3 separate regions of the Mus musculus genome follow, and all the other regions are linked to region 1. Evidence: chromatin contacts called from public promoter capture Hi-C data. All regions are on one chromosome and are shown on one strand. Each heading gives the region's core, a stretch centred on a gene start, on an enhancer-like site or on the middle of the called end of the contact. The rest is flanking DNA. Distances are from core to core; before and after follow the strand shown.

What was found. Promoter capture Hi-C pulls out the DNA fragments that hold promoters and counts their contacts.
Region 2: a promoter capture Hi-C map of hippocampal neurons shows a contact between it and region 1, with 12 times the contacts expected there. The contact joins the enhancer-like site here to the promoter of Zfp619 in region 1. A contact is called at or near these places in 4 of 39 promoter capture datasets (cranial neural crest, hippocampal neurons, maxillary cranial neural crest and 1 more), 1 of 484 Hi-C or Micro-C datasets (CD4 T cells) and 1 of 115 datasets of contacts at active chromatin or transcription factors (embryonic stem cells).
Region 3: a promoter capture Hi-C map of hippocampal neurons shows a contact between it and region 1, with 12 times the contacts expected there. The contact joins the promoter of Zfp141 here to the promoter of Zfp619 in region 1. A contact is called at or near these places in 2 of 39 promoter capture datasets (cranial neural crest and hippocampal neurons).

The regions. Positions count from the first base shown.
Region 1 is chr7:39,514,639-39,519,439 of GRCm38.p6, forward strand. Zfp619 (zinc finger protein 619) reads left to right here and starts at 3,128. Exons shown (of 4, transcript NM_001004139.2): 1 at 3,128-3,226. The coding sequence starts at 3,224.
Region 2 is chr7:41,597,610-41,602,504 of GRCm38.p6, forward strand. No RefSeq gene overlaps it. Among named protein-coding and RNA genes, the nearest start is that of Gm51480, 33 kb to the right of the region's middle. Within about 2 kb of position 2,037, at least 373 of the 459 cell types and tissues checked have an H3K27ac peak or open chromatin away from gene starts, as enhancers often do. A contact at or near this core is called in embryonic stem cells, hippocampal neurons and pre-B cells, where this site is marked.
Region 3 is chr7:42,504,334-42,508,974 of GRCm38.p6, forward strand. It overlaps Zfp141 (zinc finger protein 141), which reads right to left and starts at 1,420. Exons shown (of 7, transcript NM_001309388.1): 1 at 1,277-1,420. Gm35353 (a long non-coding RNA gene) reads left to right here and starts at 1,494. Exons shown (of 3, transcript XR_391403.4): 1 at 1,494-2,460; 2 at 3,261-3,364; 3 at 4,455-4,641.

The DNA.
Region 1 (4,801 bases), core at 1,878-4,377:
GACACCTGTCCTCTGGTCCGGATGGTGGCCGGTTATCTGCGGCCCGCCCAGGCTGCTGCCTCAGCGGCTCTGTGCTTCCGCCCGTCCCAGAAGCTGTCCGGTTCTCTGGTGCACCCTCTAACCTGTTCAGACTAATTTCCTAGGTCCCGCGGAGTCCCGGAACCCAGATGGCGACCACTGCTGCTGAGGCTGAGGCCGTCTCCCGAGCCAGGCGGACACCTGTCCTCTGGTCCGGATGGTGGCCGGTTATCTGCGGCCCGCCCAGGCTGCTGCCTCAGCGGCTCTGTGCTTCTGCCCGTCCCAGAAGCTGTCCGGTTCTCTGGCGCACCCTCTAACCTGTTCAGACTAATTTCCTAAATTCTGCTGAGTCCCGGAACCAAGATGGCGACCGCTGCTGCTCTGATTTGTTTTTCTTGAAGCACGTAAGGTAGAACAACATGTGCTTCACAGTGGCTGTCTTTGCCTCAGCTTCCCCAGTAGCTGGAACTACAGGCGTGCTTCGCCAAAACCTGACAGGTACTATTTAAAACAGCTCAAAAGTGATCTTATTTTCTAGTATAGCCTACATTGTTATTTTATAGTCCAATTTTCTAATGTACATTAAATTTAGTTATAACAAATCCATGATTATAAGATTACCATGGAGTTAAAGTGACAATATTCATCTGTATTAATTGTCATCTCTGAGGCTGACTGCCTCCATCTGCTAACCTAAGCCTAGTCCTGGAAGCCTCTAGCCTCCATACAATTTATCTAGGCCTAGAATGTTTTCAGCCTCTGAGACTTGCTGCTGAATAAGCTCACACTTTCTTGTTCTTTCTGAACTCTGGCTGGCTGGTTCAGCTCAGCTGTTCTGGCTCATAACACCTCTCCAAGCTGACTGATTCAAACTGTCTTTTTTCTTGGCCTCTGACTGAATTGCTCTGCTTGGCTTCATACTAACTCTTAGCAACCTGTTCTAATCTTCTGGCTCCTTCTCATTCTCTGGCTTGTTTTGTGTTTAGCTTTTTCTCTCTTTAAACTGTCTCTATAAAACTCTTCCAGTAAAACTGCCTTCTCCCTCTCTCTGCACTGCTTTTTCTTAGTTTCCCTTTCATCTCTCTTGTGATAGTTGGGCACATCCTATTCTGTCAGATATTTCTCTGATGTGTCATTCTGTCTGATAGTCAATTAGACATCACTCTCCAACATGGGTGCTTCCTTCTACAAACTAACTTTACCTTTATTGCTTGGGATTCAACATGTGTGCTAAGGGCATGTTTGTATCCACCCAGACGGATTAAAGGTCTGTGCTAAGGGCTAAGCCACACCACAACTAGAAATAGGAATTTTTTTCCCACCAGTAAATAATACAATCTTGGGGTTCATTACAGTTTTTTACCTCTTGGGTTAGAATTCATGCATAGAATTCTAAACTGTTGGGTTGATTGTTGATATTATATCATGCAGCCATCAATGCTCTGATTCCAAAACATTCTGTCATCCTGCAGAGTAATTTAATATTTTTATAAATTTTTAATAATTTTATTTATTTACGTTCCAGTCACCCCCCCCCATGCCCTTCCCCACAGTTCCTCATCCCATTCCTCCTCCTCCTTGTCTCCACAAGTGTGCTCCCCCCACCAACCAAGCCTCCCTCTTCCCTGGGGCCTCAAGTCTCTTGAGGATTAAGCACATTTTCTCCCACTGGGAATATATATCTGCTATATATGTGCCAGGGGCCTCGAGTCGGCCCACGTATGCTCCTGGTTCAGTCTCTGGGAGCTTCCTGGGTATTTACAATTTTTTTTTGATACTTAAAATTTACTTTCTGTAGACATTTATCAAGTGCTTATTATATGATAGGTGGAGTATGTTTGAGATGTTTGAACAATTTTAGTTTAGGGTATTTCCATAGCTCAGGCCAGCTCTGCCTCAGTCTTTGAAGTTCTGAGGTTACAGTCCCTTGCCCCCAAGCCCAGCTTCATTTTCTTGGCATTAGTTTGTTGGCAGCTGAAATAAACCAAGTTGGCCTTGTACTCACAGAGATCCACCTGCCTCTGCCTCAGGAACGCTGGGATTAAAGGGATGCGCCATCACAGCCCATGAACCCACATTCTTACCTCTCAGTATCAATTGATAAGTATCTTATTAGATTTCATTTTATTTCATGGGCAAAAGTAGAAGGCATGAGTTCCTCTGAAACTGAATTTACAGGCAGTTGTGAGTTGACAGATGTGTGAGCTTGGGAAGAGAACTAAGGTTCTCTGGAAGAGCAATACACACTCTTTAACCTCCTATCCTCCAGCCCTTTTATTTATTTCTGTAATTAGTTTTTTGCCTTCAAGTTTGAGGTGGGTACCCAAGATTCAACCTCTGGTTTCAACCATGCTATGGAAGCATTGTATTACAGAGTGTTTCTGTGTTGTGTGTGTTTCTGTTCTGAGACTGGCCTTGAATCCAGTCTGTAGCCTTGTCAGATGCCTGATTTTCCTGCCTCAGCCTCCCATGTACTGGGATTACAGGACCTAGCTAGACTGGTCTCTAAATTTGGCAGTCTCTTTATCCCCACCTCCCTTTCAAAAGTAAATAACAGTTGCGCTTAAATTTTTTTTTTTAATCAACTTTTGGAAAAGCGAAATGGCTCAGCGAGTAAAGGTGCTTGCTTCTAAACCCTATGAATTGAGTTCGATCCCCAGGACCCATAAGGTGCAAAGGGGCCATCAACTCTAGCTAATTGCCCTTTAACTTCCACTCATGCTCTGTGGGACACATGTTCTTCTGCCACACTTTTCTTTTAACTAAATACATGCAATTAAAATTTTTAAATTAACCTTTTGTATAAAAATTCACGGCGATCCCTATACTAGCCATTGCGTGTAGTGGACAGTGCGAACGCACGACTCTAGACGGCAGGTCCAGCTCTGGAAGGCAGGAGTAAGTTCCTAAAAGGAAAACTCCTTCACGTGTGTACTCGGGGGACAAGCCACGGGCCACAAGGACCCGCTGGGCTGCCTTTGTCTCTTCGCTTCCACTCTCTCCTGTCACTCCGGCCTTGCTAGCCATTCAGAGCAGCCAGACCAGCTGTCCAATAAAGGGCGCTGCCGAGCGGCGAGAGGCGGGTTTTTCGCCGCCATGCTCCGGGTTCCCCTTTAAGGCTGAGCGAGGTGCCACTTGAGCCGCGCTTGCGAGCTCCGCTGCCAGGACCTGTGGGGAGAGTGCAGTCGAGATCGGAAGCCGCGCCATGGTGAGCAAGGGGCTGCTGTCCTCAGACGGGGAGGAGAGGCGGGCTGAGCCCCGGGAGGCCGTCTGGTGGAGCCTCCTTGCGGCTGGAGCGGAAGCGCTGTTCTGGGCCCCGGCTCTGGTCAGCTCCGCCCCTCGGGCCGCGCTTGCGTAGAGCGCAGAGCGCGGTGGCAGGAGGCTCCGCCCCTCTCGCCTTTTCGGGTGACGTCACTTTGTTACGGGCTCTTAGGCAGTGTTGTGAGTCCAGTTCGTCTCAGTTATCTTTAAGAGGTTCTGTACTTCGCATTTCATTATTTAGGTTTAGAATACACTTAGAGTTAATTTTCGTGACAGTTATAAAGTCCTTTATTAATTTCTTACATATAGATGTTAAGGTGGCTCACTAATATTTATTAATGAAGGGAATTCCTTGAGTTTTCTTTGTTTCTTTGTCAAAAACAGCTAACTGTATTCTTTTACCTTTATTTCCTAATTTTCTCTTTATCTTTTTATTGTGAAATAGGACATTTGTTTTGGCTTTTGAAATAGGGTCTCTCTACGAAGTCCTGGCTCCCTCCGGAGCTCTCTTTGTAGACCAGGCTGGCCTTGCATGCACTCACAGATATCCTGCCTCTGCCTCCGGAATGCTTTGATTAAAGATGCTGGGCTGAGAACATTCTCCAGAGTAGATTGCTTTTATTATTGTAGTTTAAACAAAGTTTTACAGTCAGATGATAGTGCGCGCGCGCGCGTGTGTGTGTGTGTGTGTGTGTGTGTGTGTGTGTGACCTATTCTAGTGTGCTGACTGTTTTCTTTAGAGATAGACACTCATGACTCAGTCTATGCTTAAACTCGCTGTGTTACCGAGGGTTAACTTTGAACTTCTGATCTTTCTTTTTTCACTCACCGCAAGAGTGAGTGTAATTCAAAAAGTGAAAGAAACTCGAAGTACGGAACCTCTTAAAGATAACGCAGAGAAACTAGACCTGCAATACCACCCGATTAAAGACTAAAGATATGTGTCAGCCATTTCTGTCTTTATGTAGTGCTTCAAAAGGAACCCAAGGCTTCTTCCTGCTCCTCAGAAGGCTCTATACCAACTGTGCTACTTACCAGTCTCATGTGTTTTCCCTTCCCGCACAATCTTTATTTTTAAGATTTATGTATTTTATATGTTTGAATGTTTTGTATGCATATTACATAATGCCTAGTTCCCTCGGAGGGGAGAAGATGGCGGTAAGTCCCTTGAGCTTGAGTTGATGTTTGTGAACCCCACGGGTGCTGAGAACCCAATGGGGAATCCCTTGCTAGAACAAGATTTCTTAACCACTTAGCTTTCTCTTTAACACTGCAGTTTTCTCATCCTGTGTTCAATTTCACTTTGCGAGGTCAAAAGACCCAGGGGTCTTATATCACACATGCTACATATCAGATATTTACATTATGACTCATACAAGTAACAAAATTACGGTTATGAAGTAGCAACAAAATAATTTTACAGTTGGGGGTCACCACAACACGAAGAACTGTGTCAAAGGGTTGCAGCACTAGGAAGGTTGGGAACCACTGCTTTAGACTTTGCATACAACCGATAGAATTA
Region 2 (4,895 bases), core at 787-3,286, 2.1 Mb after region 1:
TGGGCTAATATCTGCTTATCAGTGAGTGCATACCATGTGTGTTCTTTTGTGATTGGGTTATCTCACTCAGGATGATATCCTCCAGATGCATCCATTTGCCTAAGAATTTCATGAATTCATTCTTTTTAATAGCTGAGTAGTACTCCATTGTGTAAATGTACCACATTTTCTGTATCCATTCCTCTGTTGATGGACATCTAGATTCTTTCCAGCCTCTGGCTATTATAAATAAGGCTGCTATGAACATAGTGGAGCATGTGTCCTCATTACAAGTTGGAACATCTTCTGGGTATATGCCCAAGAGAGGCATTGCTAGATCTTCCGGTAGTACTATGTCCAATTTTCGGAGGAACCACCAAACTGATTTCCAGAGTGGTTCCTCCACCCTGCATTCTGTTCTCAGTGGGAAGATCTAGACCATCTGTGAACTGGCCACGATGACACATTGCTGTGTAATCCTAGCATTTGAATAGTATAGACAAGAAGATCAGAGTTAAATTCAAGGCCAGCTTGGCCTAAATAGTTCTAGACCATCCAGGGCTAGAGTGCAAATACTTACCCTATGTGTAGACACCTCACATTATCCTTGGCTTTAGTCTCATATTCTACATTAGGTTTACTGATTTATTTACAGTGCTGGATGCATTCCCTATTTTATTGTCTCTCCCCATTTACCATTATTTCTAATGTACACCTAGTTCTGCAATTGTTTTTATTATGCAACTTAAAAAGGAAAGTTTACTTCTCAGCAAGAAGAGAGCTCTGTTCTCTGGGGATCATGAGATTCCTCCAGCCAGAAGCACATGATGGTTCATCTCATATTTTCTCTTTTAATCTTCCATATGGCTTTCCTTTCATGTTTCCTGATAATCCTTCCTAGTTTTCAATCTTTGAAAAATGAGAAAAGGTCAGGTGTGGTGGTAAACAACTTTAATCTTAGCACTCAGAAGACAGAGGCCATGAGATGTCTGAGAGTGCAAAGCCAGAATGATCTCCATGGCTAGTTCCAAGCCTGTCACGCCAACAAAGTGAGACAATCTCAAAAATAAATAATTGAGAACCCTTTTAAGGTCGGGTGAAAATAAAGGGAAAAGGCAAAGAAAAGGAGAGACATTGGCCAAGAGCAGTTGCTTCCATTTACAGCACCCAGACAAGGACTCAAAATCATCTGTAGCTCCAATCCCAGGGGGTCCTACCCTTTCTTCTGACCTCCACAACCACTAGGCATGCACGGGGGGCATGATTATACATGCAGGCAAAATATATGAAATAAGTCTAATAAAAATTTAAAAATCACTAGAAAAGGTATTTTTATGAGGATACAATTTCAGACTCCTAGAAGTAGTTACAAATACTGGTAGGCAACAACTCCCGTGGCCACGTGAGACAGCCTTGGGCTTTCAGTACATCACCTTCCACCAGTCTTGCCCGGTTGTAAGGAACTGAGGCACTTTGATGATGGCTTCCTTATCACTGGAGCGTGAGTGCGGCCCTGGTACTTTCTGAAGGAGCAAGAACCACTAGATGAGCCATAGTAAGTATTGGCAAGATTTACCTCTGCCAGTGGTAGCGCGCACGCGCGCCGTCCCCCAAGTGGGAGGCGTGTAAGCCGTGATAACCATTACAAAACAACCGGAAGTGACCTAGGGGCGCGCAACTTCTTGGATCCAGATGTAGTTTCCTGCTAGGACCGCTTGTGCTTGGAGGCTGGACCGTTGGGGTTGTGCATGTCTGCGGGTGGACTTGGTGCCCCACGTGCTTTGTGCCGGGCTCTGTGAGTTGCAGCGTGAGGTGAGTGACCGTCAGGCTGGCAGGACACCGGGCTGTCGCGCCGCGGTTTGTGCTGCCTGATGGCTGCAGGTGGGCATCAGCCCTGTTTTCGTTCTTCTCTTGCGGGGTTTTCGCTTCTGTTTTGTCACTTACCGATATGCTCTGCTGTGGGATTTTGCCACATCGTTCGAGAACGTTGTGTGTTCAGGGACACAGTTTGGGCAGGAGTCAGTGCATGGGCGCTGCAGGATCCGAGCCTAAGATCAATGTGCTGTGCTTGTTGAGGGCGACCGCGCTGCTTTCTGGTCCCTTAGTGTTTGAGTAGCTGGTAAGTGGTCTGTGAGAGGAGAAAAACTCCAAGGAGTAAGAGAAAACGGGAAAATGAATTTATGTACATTTTGGCCCAAACTGGGACCAAACGTATTTATGTCGCCCTACGCAGTAGTAGCAATTGCTTTTATTGAGTAGAGGGAACTGTATGAAAGCCAGGGAATAGGGGTAAGCTGTTTAGTGTGGTCCCAGTCATCCAAGCAGGGATTTAAGCCTTAGTTTCACCCCAGACACCAGGTGTTCTGATCATTTCCTCCCCGTGTTATATTTTCTATATGGAGCTGGAGCTGAAAACAGAAAAGGAATTTAAAAACAAAAAACAAACAAACAAAAGAACTAAACCGAATTCAATTTCTATTGTCAGTTTACATAACTATTGGGGTCCATATGTGTGGCTAAGTTGGAGGCTGGCCTGTGCTAGGAGCAGAAAGGTGTGCTCTAAAGAGGTTTTAGGTCAGAAGCCTAGTTTTCTGCATCCAAACAGTCAAGGGCCAGCCTCAACCAGTAGCCTCCTGTAGAGACCAGTGAGGTGAAAAGCAGAAAGCGGAGGGACTGAGATGTGGATGAGCACTGTTGGGTTCCCACTATCCACATTCACACTGTGGCTTTGAGCTGCCAGGAAATGCAGTTCCTAGGAATCCACTGCTCCCCCTCTGGCCTCCTGGTGCACACACAGACAGCCAACAATCCCTATAATTTTTTCCTTTTCCTTTTCCTTTTCCTTTTCCTTTTCCTTTTCCTTTTCCTTTTCCTTTTTCTTTTTAAAAAAAATTTTTGAATAGAAAGAATAGGCCTTTGACAAAATTCTTTTTCCCCAGTGAGCTACTTTCTCCACCTAACCCCCCTCACACACACATCATTTGGTAAAAAAAGAAAAGAGAACCAGAGGGTGAGACTCCACACATTGGTTACATTAAGCAGAAGAATAGTTAAAGTGACCTAGTGATCCCATGTCTGTCTCTAGTGCACAGATTTAAGGTTAAGTTTAGAAATCAAGCTTTATGTATTAAAGTAGTGCTGCAGGTTGTGGTGGCACACGACTGTCCTGTAATCTTAGCACTCTACACTCGGAGGCTGCAGGATGACTGCATTATGGAGGCTGGGCTGGGCATGAAGTAGGCTAGGAGTCAGCAGTGTAGAAGTAAGAGCCAAAGTGTAGAAGACATGCATAATGCTTTTTAGAAAAAGCAGATTTGTGTGTGTGTTTCATTTTCAAGGTTTGTTTTTATTTTACATATATGAATGAGTATTTGACTGGTTGTATATAGGTACACCAAGTGTGTGCCTAATGCCCAGAGAAGCCAGAAGAGATCTGAGACCCTGGAATGTGGAGGAGGTTGTGAGCCCCATGTGGGTACTGAACCTGGGACCTCTGCAAGGTCACCAAGTGCTCATAATCTCTGAGCCATCGTTTATGACTTTTTTTTTTTTTGTTCTCTTACTACAACAATTTTGCCAAGCATATGACGAGATAGACAGCATTTAGTTCAAGCCTGGTAGGGCACAAGTTTGTCAGATTCTATATTGCTTGCCAGCCTCCTGGAGAACATGGCCACTCAGAGACATGTGTCTTTGACATGTATTGTCCTTGATTTTAAACGTTGTTGAGGGTTAGTCTTATGCACTGTGTATTCAGATGCTGATTTCTGTGCCCAGAGATCTGCTTATACCCCAGCCATAGGCAATGTCATGAGGCAAGGGTACAAGAGAAGAAGGCCATGAGGTAGAGGAAGAAGGAGATTGTTGCTATGAGGTCAGGCATGAGGAGGCTTCACGAACAAGGGGGTTCTCCATGTGCACCGCTAGCTACACCAAGGAGCCCAGGAGAGACTAAATGTAAGTAACTCGGAGTGTGTGGCTGGGAAGTAGAGTAGCTAGGTAGCATCAAGGCTTAAAAGTTTTGCTCAGCTATTCTGATTAAAGCTTAATGACTAAATCAGTAGATCTGTGTCTCAATTAGTTGGGAGCAAGGCAGGTTAGGAAAACTGCCACTTTTAAATTTAATCATATGAACCGTCTTTGGTTTTGAAACTTACAGTGACAACATGGTATGTGGTATGTGGTGCTTTCTGTGCACGGCCCAAGCCGACTGTTCACCTAACCTCAGTGAGTATGATGTCCATTCTTTGGGTGTAGAGTTGACGTGGTAGAGTCAGAGAGGAGGTGATACCATACATCTAATAATGGTGCTATTCAGTTTTCAGATGTCTTTTTAGTAGCTATTATTTTATATTCAGTTACCCAAGAAATTACTGTGACCCAAAATCTGAGTTAATACGGGTTTACTTTCTTCCCTTCACTCTGAGTAAAGAGAACCCTAGCACTGCACGAATACTCTTGTTATTATAGTTCTGCCTAAATCTCTAAAGTGCTGTGTTTTTGTTTTTTGTTTTTTTTAAAAGATTTATTTATTATATGTAAGTACACTGTAGCTGTCTTCAGACACTCTAGAAGAGGGCATCAGATCTCATTACAGATGGTTGTGAGCCACCATGTGCTTGCTGGGATTTGAACTCAGGACCTTTGGAAGAGCAGTCGGTGCTCTTAACCACTGAGCCATCTCGCCAGCCCTGGTTTTGTTTTGCTTTGTTTTGTTTTGTTTTGTTTTTTGCCTACACAGAGGTCATTTTCGTTTGTTTTTTCTTCCTTCCTCCTTCTGTGGGCTGCTATCTGTTCTTTTCTGACAGGCTCTTGGGGTGCAAAGCTGGATGTTTGTGTAGAGACTTACTCCTTTATGTTGGGTGTGCTTCCTATGAGACAATGCTGGAATAGTTTGTCTTTAAGTCTCTTTAGGG
Region 3 (4,641 bases), core at 170-2,669, 3.0 Mb after region 1:
TTTAAGGGCTATTCTTTCTATAGAAAGAAAGAAAGAAAGAAAGAAAGAGAGAGAGAGAGAGAGAGAGAGAGAGAGAGAAAGAAAGAAAGAAAGAGGAAAAACTTATAGGGATGTGTTGCCTGTCAGTGTGTGCACCAGGAGGCCAGAGGGGAGCAGTGGGTTCCTAGGAACTGCAGTTCCTGGCAGCTCAAAGCCACAGTGTGAATGTGGATAGTGGGAACCCAACAGTGCTCATCCACATCTCAGTCCCTCCGCTTTCTGCTTTTCACCTCACTGGTCTCTACAGGAGGCTACTGGTTGAGGCTGGCCCTTGCCTGTTTGGAAGCAGAAACCTAGGCTTCTGACCTAAAACCTCTTTAGAGCACACCTTTCTTTTTTTTTTTTTTTTAAAGATTTATTTATTATATGTAAGTACACTGTAGCTGTCTTCAGACACTCCAGAAGAGGGAGTCACTTGTTACAGATGGTTGTGAGCCACCATGTGGTTGCTGGGATTTGAACTCCGGACCTTCGGAAGAGCAGTCGGGTACTCTTACCCACTGAGCCATCTCACCAGCCCCCAGAGCACACCTTTCTGCTCCCAGCCACACATATGAACCCCTATAGTTATGTAAACTGACAACAGAAATTGAAAATTGAATTCGGTTTAGGTTTTTGTTTTTGTTTTTTAATCCCTTTTCTGTTTTCAGCTCCAGCTCCATATAGGAAATTTAACACCGGGAGGAAATGATCAGAACACCTGGTGTCTGGGGTGAAACTAAGGCTTAAATCCTAGGTAGGATGCCTGGGACCACACTAAACAATTTACCCCTATTCCCTGGTTTTCATACAGTTCCTTCTATTCAATAAAAGCAATCTATTGCTAATACTGCTTAGACTGACATAGATACTGCGTCCCCAGTTTGGGCGAAAACATACATAAATTCATTTTCCCTTTTTCTCTTACTCCTTGGAGTTTTTCTCCAGTTACCAGCTACGCAAACACAAAGGGACCAGAAAGCAGCGCGGTCGCCCTCACAAGCACCGCACATTGATCGCAGGCTCGGATCCTGCAGCGCCCATGCACTCACTCCTGCCCAAACTGTGTCCCTGAACACACAACGTTCTCGAACGATGTGGCAAAATCCCACAGCAGAGCATATCGGTAAGTGACAAAACAAAAGCGAAAACCCCGCAAGAGAAGAATGAAAACAGGGCTGATGCCCACCTGCAGCCATCAGGCAACACAAACCGCGGCGGGACAGCTCGGTGTCCTGCCAGCCTGACGGTCACTCACCTCACGCTGCAACTCACAGAGCCCGGCACAAAGCACGTGGGGCACCAAGTCCACCCGCAGACATGCACAACCCCAACTGTCCAGACTCCAAGCACAAGCGGTCCGAGCAGGAAACTACATCTGGATCCAAGAAGTTGTGCGCCCCTAGGTCACTTCCGGTTGTTTTGTAATGGTTATCACGGCTTACACGCCTCCCACTTCGGGGACGGCGCGCATGCGCGCTACCACTGGCAGAGATAAATCTTGCCAATACTTACTATGGCTCATCTAGTGGTTCTTGCTCTTTCAGAAAGTACCATGGCTGCACTCACGCTCCAGTGATAAGGAAGCTACCATCAAAGTGCCTCAGTTCCTTATAACCAGGCAAGACTGGTGGAAGGTGATGTATTGAAAGCCCAAGGCTGTCTCACGTGGCCACGGGAGTTGTTGCCTACCAGTATTTGTATCTACTTCTAGGAGTCTAACATTGTATCCTCATAAAAGTATCTTTTCTAGTGATTTTTAAATTTTTATTAGACTTATTTCATATATTTTGCCTGCATGTATAATCATGCCCCCCGTGCATACCTACTGGCTGTGGAGGTCAGAAGAAATGATAGGAACCCCTGGGATTGGAGCTACAGGTGATTTTGAGTCCTCATCTGGGTGCTGTGAATGGAAGCCAGAACATCTGCAAGAATAACAACTGCTCTTGGCCAATGTCTCTCCTTTTCTTTGCCTTTTCTCTTTATTTTCACCCGACCTTAAAAGGGTTCTCATTTATTTTTTTTTGAGATTGTCTCACTTTGTTGGCTTGACAGGCTTGGAACTGGCCATGGAGATCATTCTGGCTTTGCACTCTCAGACATCTCATGGCCTCTGTCTTCTTCTGAGTCCTAGGATTAAAGTTGTTTACCACCACACCTGACCTTTTCTCATTTTTCAAAGATTGAAAACTAGGAAGGATTATCAGGAAACAGGAAAGGGAAGCCATATGGAAGATTAAAAGTGAAAATATGAGATGAACCATCATGTGCTTCTGGCTGGAGGTATCTCATGATCCCCAGAGAATAGAACTCTCTTCTTGCTGAGAAGTAAACTGAACCACAGCTCATTCACCAGGAAAATGGAGCACTTGCCTCATAGATGGTGATGACTTACTAACGAGAGGCAGAAGCTGAAGCTGCACATGCATAAAATCAGAAGTTAGTGTCTATACATGAGAGAGAACATGTTGTGATTGTCTTCCTAATAATCCTCAATTGCCTCATTCATCTTTTCCAATTTATTCCATCTTTCTATAGGTTTCATTTTTGATTACCTAATAAAATTCCATTAAATTTATAATAGAGTTTAATTATACATCTGTCTGTATTGATGAACATATAGACTGATACCTTTTATTTGCTTTTGTGAAAATAGTAGAAAGAATAGTGGTAAACAAGGATATGTTAATATCTCTTTGCTATGATATGGATTCCCAGTGTGTGTGTGTGTGTGTGTGTGTGTGTGTGTGTGTACATATACATATGATTAGCTAGGCCACAGGATAGATCTAGTTTTAGTAATTTTAGAAACCAACACTAAGGGTGCATACTGAATCCCTGTTCTCCAAAATACATCTAAACAACCAAAGAACAACAACAAAAACCCCAAATGATTTTATTAAGATTACCACAATCGAAGTTCTCCTCCAACAGTGAGTAAGGCCTCCCTCATTCACATTTAAGCAGAACTTGTTGTCCTTTTCTTTCTTTTCTTTTTTTTTTTCCTTTTTTTGGTTTTTCCAGGCAGAATTTCTCTGTATAACTCTGGCTGTCCTGGAACTCACACCATAGACCAAGCTGGCCTCGAACTCAGAAATCTGCCTGCCTCTGCCTCCCAAGTGCTGGGATTAAAGGCGTGCGCCACCATTGCCCAGCAGTTTTGGGTTTTTCATTTTGTTTTTCTGTTGTTGTTTATGTGATTTCTCTTTCACACTCTTTTATTTCTTTTGACCATTAAGCCCTGATTCATCGGGACTACAATCAGGCAGCTCAGGATCTTTCCCATGGGTTGTCAAAGTGCTCCTCTCTGGGAGGAACAGGCTGCAGCTTCAGCTGAACCCAGGTACCCTCTTCTTGTGGTTCTCTATTTTCTGACTATTTCCCTTTACCCTTTTCAGGACACTATCTTGACTATTAGGAATGCTCATTTTCATTTTGCTGGAAGTTAAATGTATGAGATATATTCAGTACTGGAAGTGTAAAATTTATTATGATCCTCTACAGAACCATTTCAAGTACAAAATTTAATTGTAAATAAGTTAATTAAGTGATATATATTTTGATAAATTTGGATGTGTTATTGTTGTGTGCAAGGGTTTTTGGGTTTTTATTTTTATTTTATTCATTATTTTATTTATTACATCCCAGATGTTACCCATCCTCCAGGTCCCCCCTCCTAGAATTCTTTCCCCCTTTCCTTCACCTCTGAGAGGGTCTCCCACCCCCTACCCTGGGCATCCCCTATCTACAGGATAAGACACATCCTCTCCCACTGAAGCTGGACAAGGCAGTCCTTGTTACATTATATGCCAGGGCCAGAAAGTACAGAGTACCCATGATACACCCCACAGACCCTAAGAAATTGAACAAGAAGTTCTTCAATCTCACTTAGAAGGGGAACAAATTAATCATGGGAGGCACAGGGAAGAAGAGTGGTAGATGGGAGAGGAGGGAGGGGGAGGAAAAAAAGGGGGGCAGGATCAGGTATGGGGAGAGACAGGAGAGAAGCAAAGAAGACCAGGAAAATGGTTGGAAATGTGCAGCTGCCTGAGGTGGGTGGCTTGGTTGGGTGGTGTGGGAAACCTCTTGAAAGTCCCAGAGACCTGGGAGGTGGGAGGCTCCCAGGACTCATTGTAGGTGACCTTAGCCAAAATGCCCAACACTGGGGAGATAGAACCTGAAGAGACCATCTCTAGTAAATATACAGGGCCCCAGTGGAGGGTTGGGGTCACCAAACCACTTTCAAAATTTTTGGCCCAGAATTATTCCTGTCTAAAAGAAATGGTGGGACAAAAAATGAAGCAGAGACTTAATGAAAGGCCATTCAGTGACTAACCCGATTTGGGATTTATCCCATGGGAGGGCACCAAACTCTGACACTATTGCTGATGCAAGCTTTTTTTTCTTTTTTCTTTTTTTTTTTCTTTTGACAGAATCTCACTATGTAGACAACACGAACTTTGAATTCACAGAGATCCTTCTCCTCTCAAGTATTGGGATTAAAGGAATGTGTCACACTATGCCCGGCTGCAGACTGTTATTGCTTTATAACAAAGTTGATTTTAAAGGGAATGCTTTATATGCTCAATATACACATTAATTCTTTTTTCAGCCACCTTG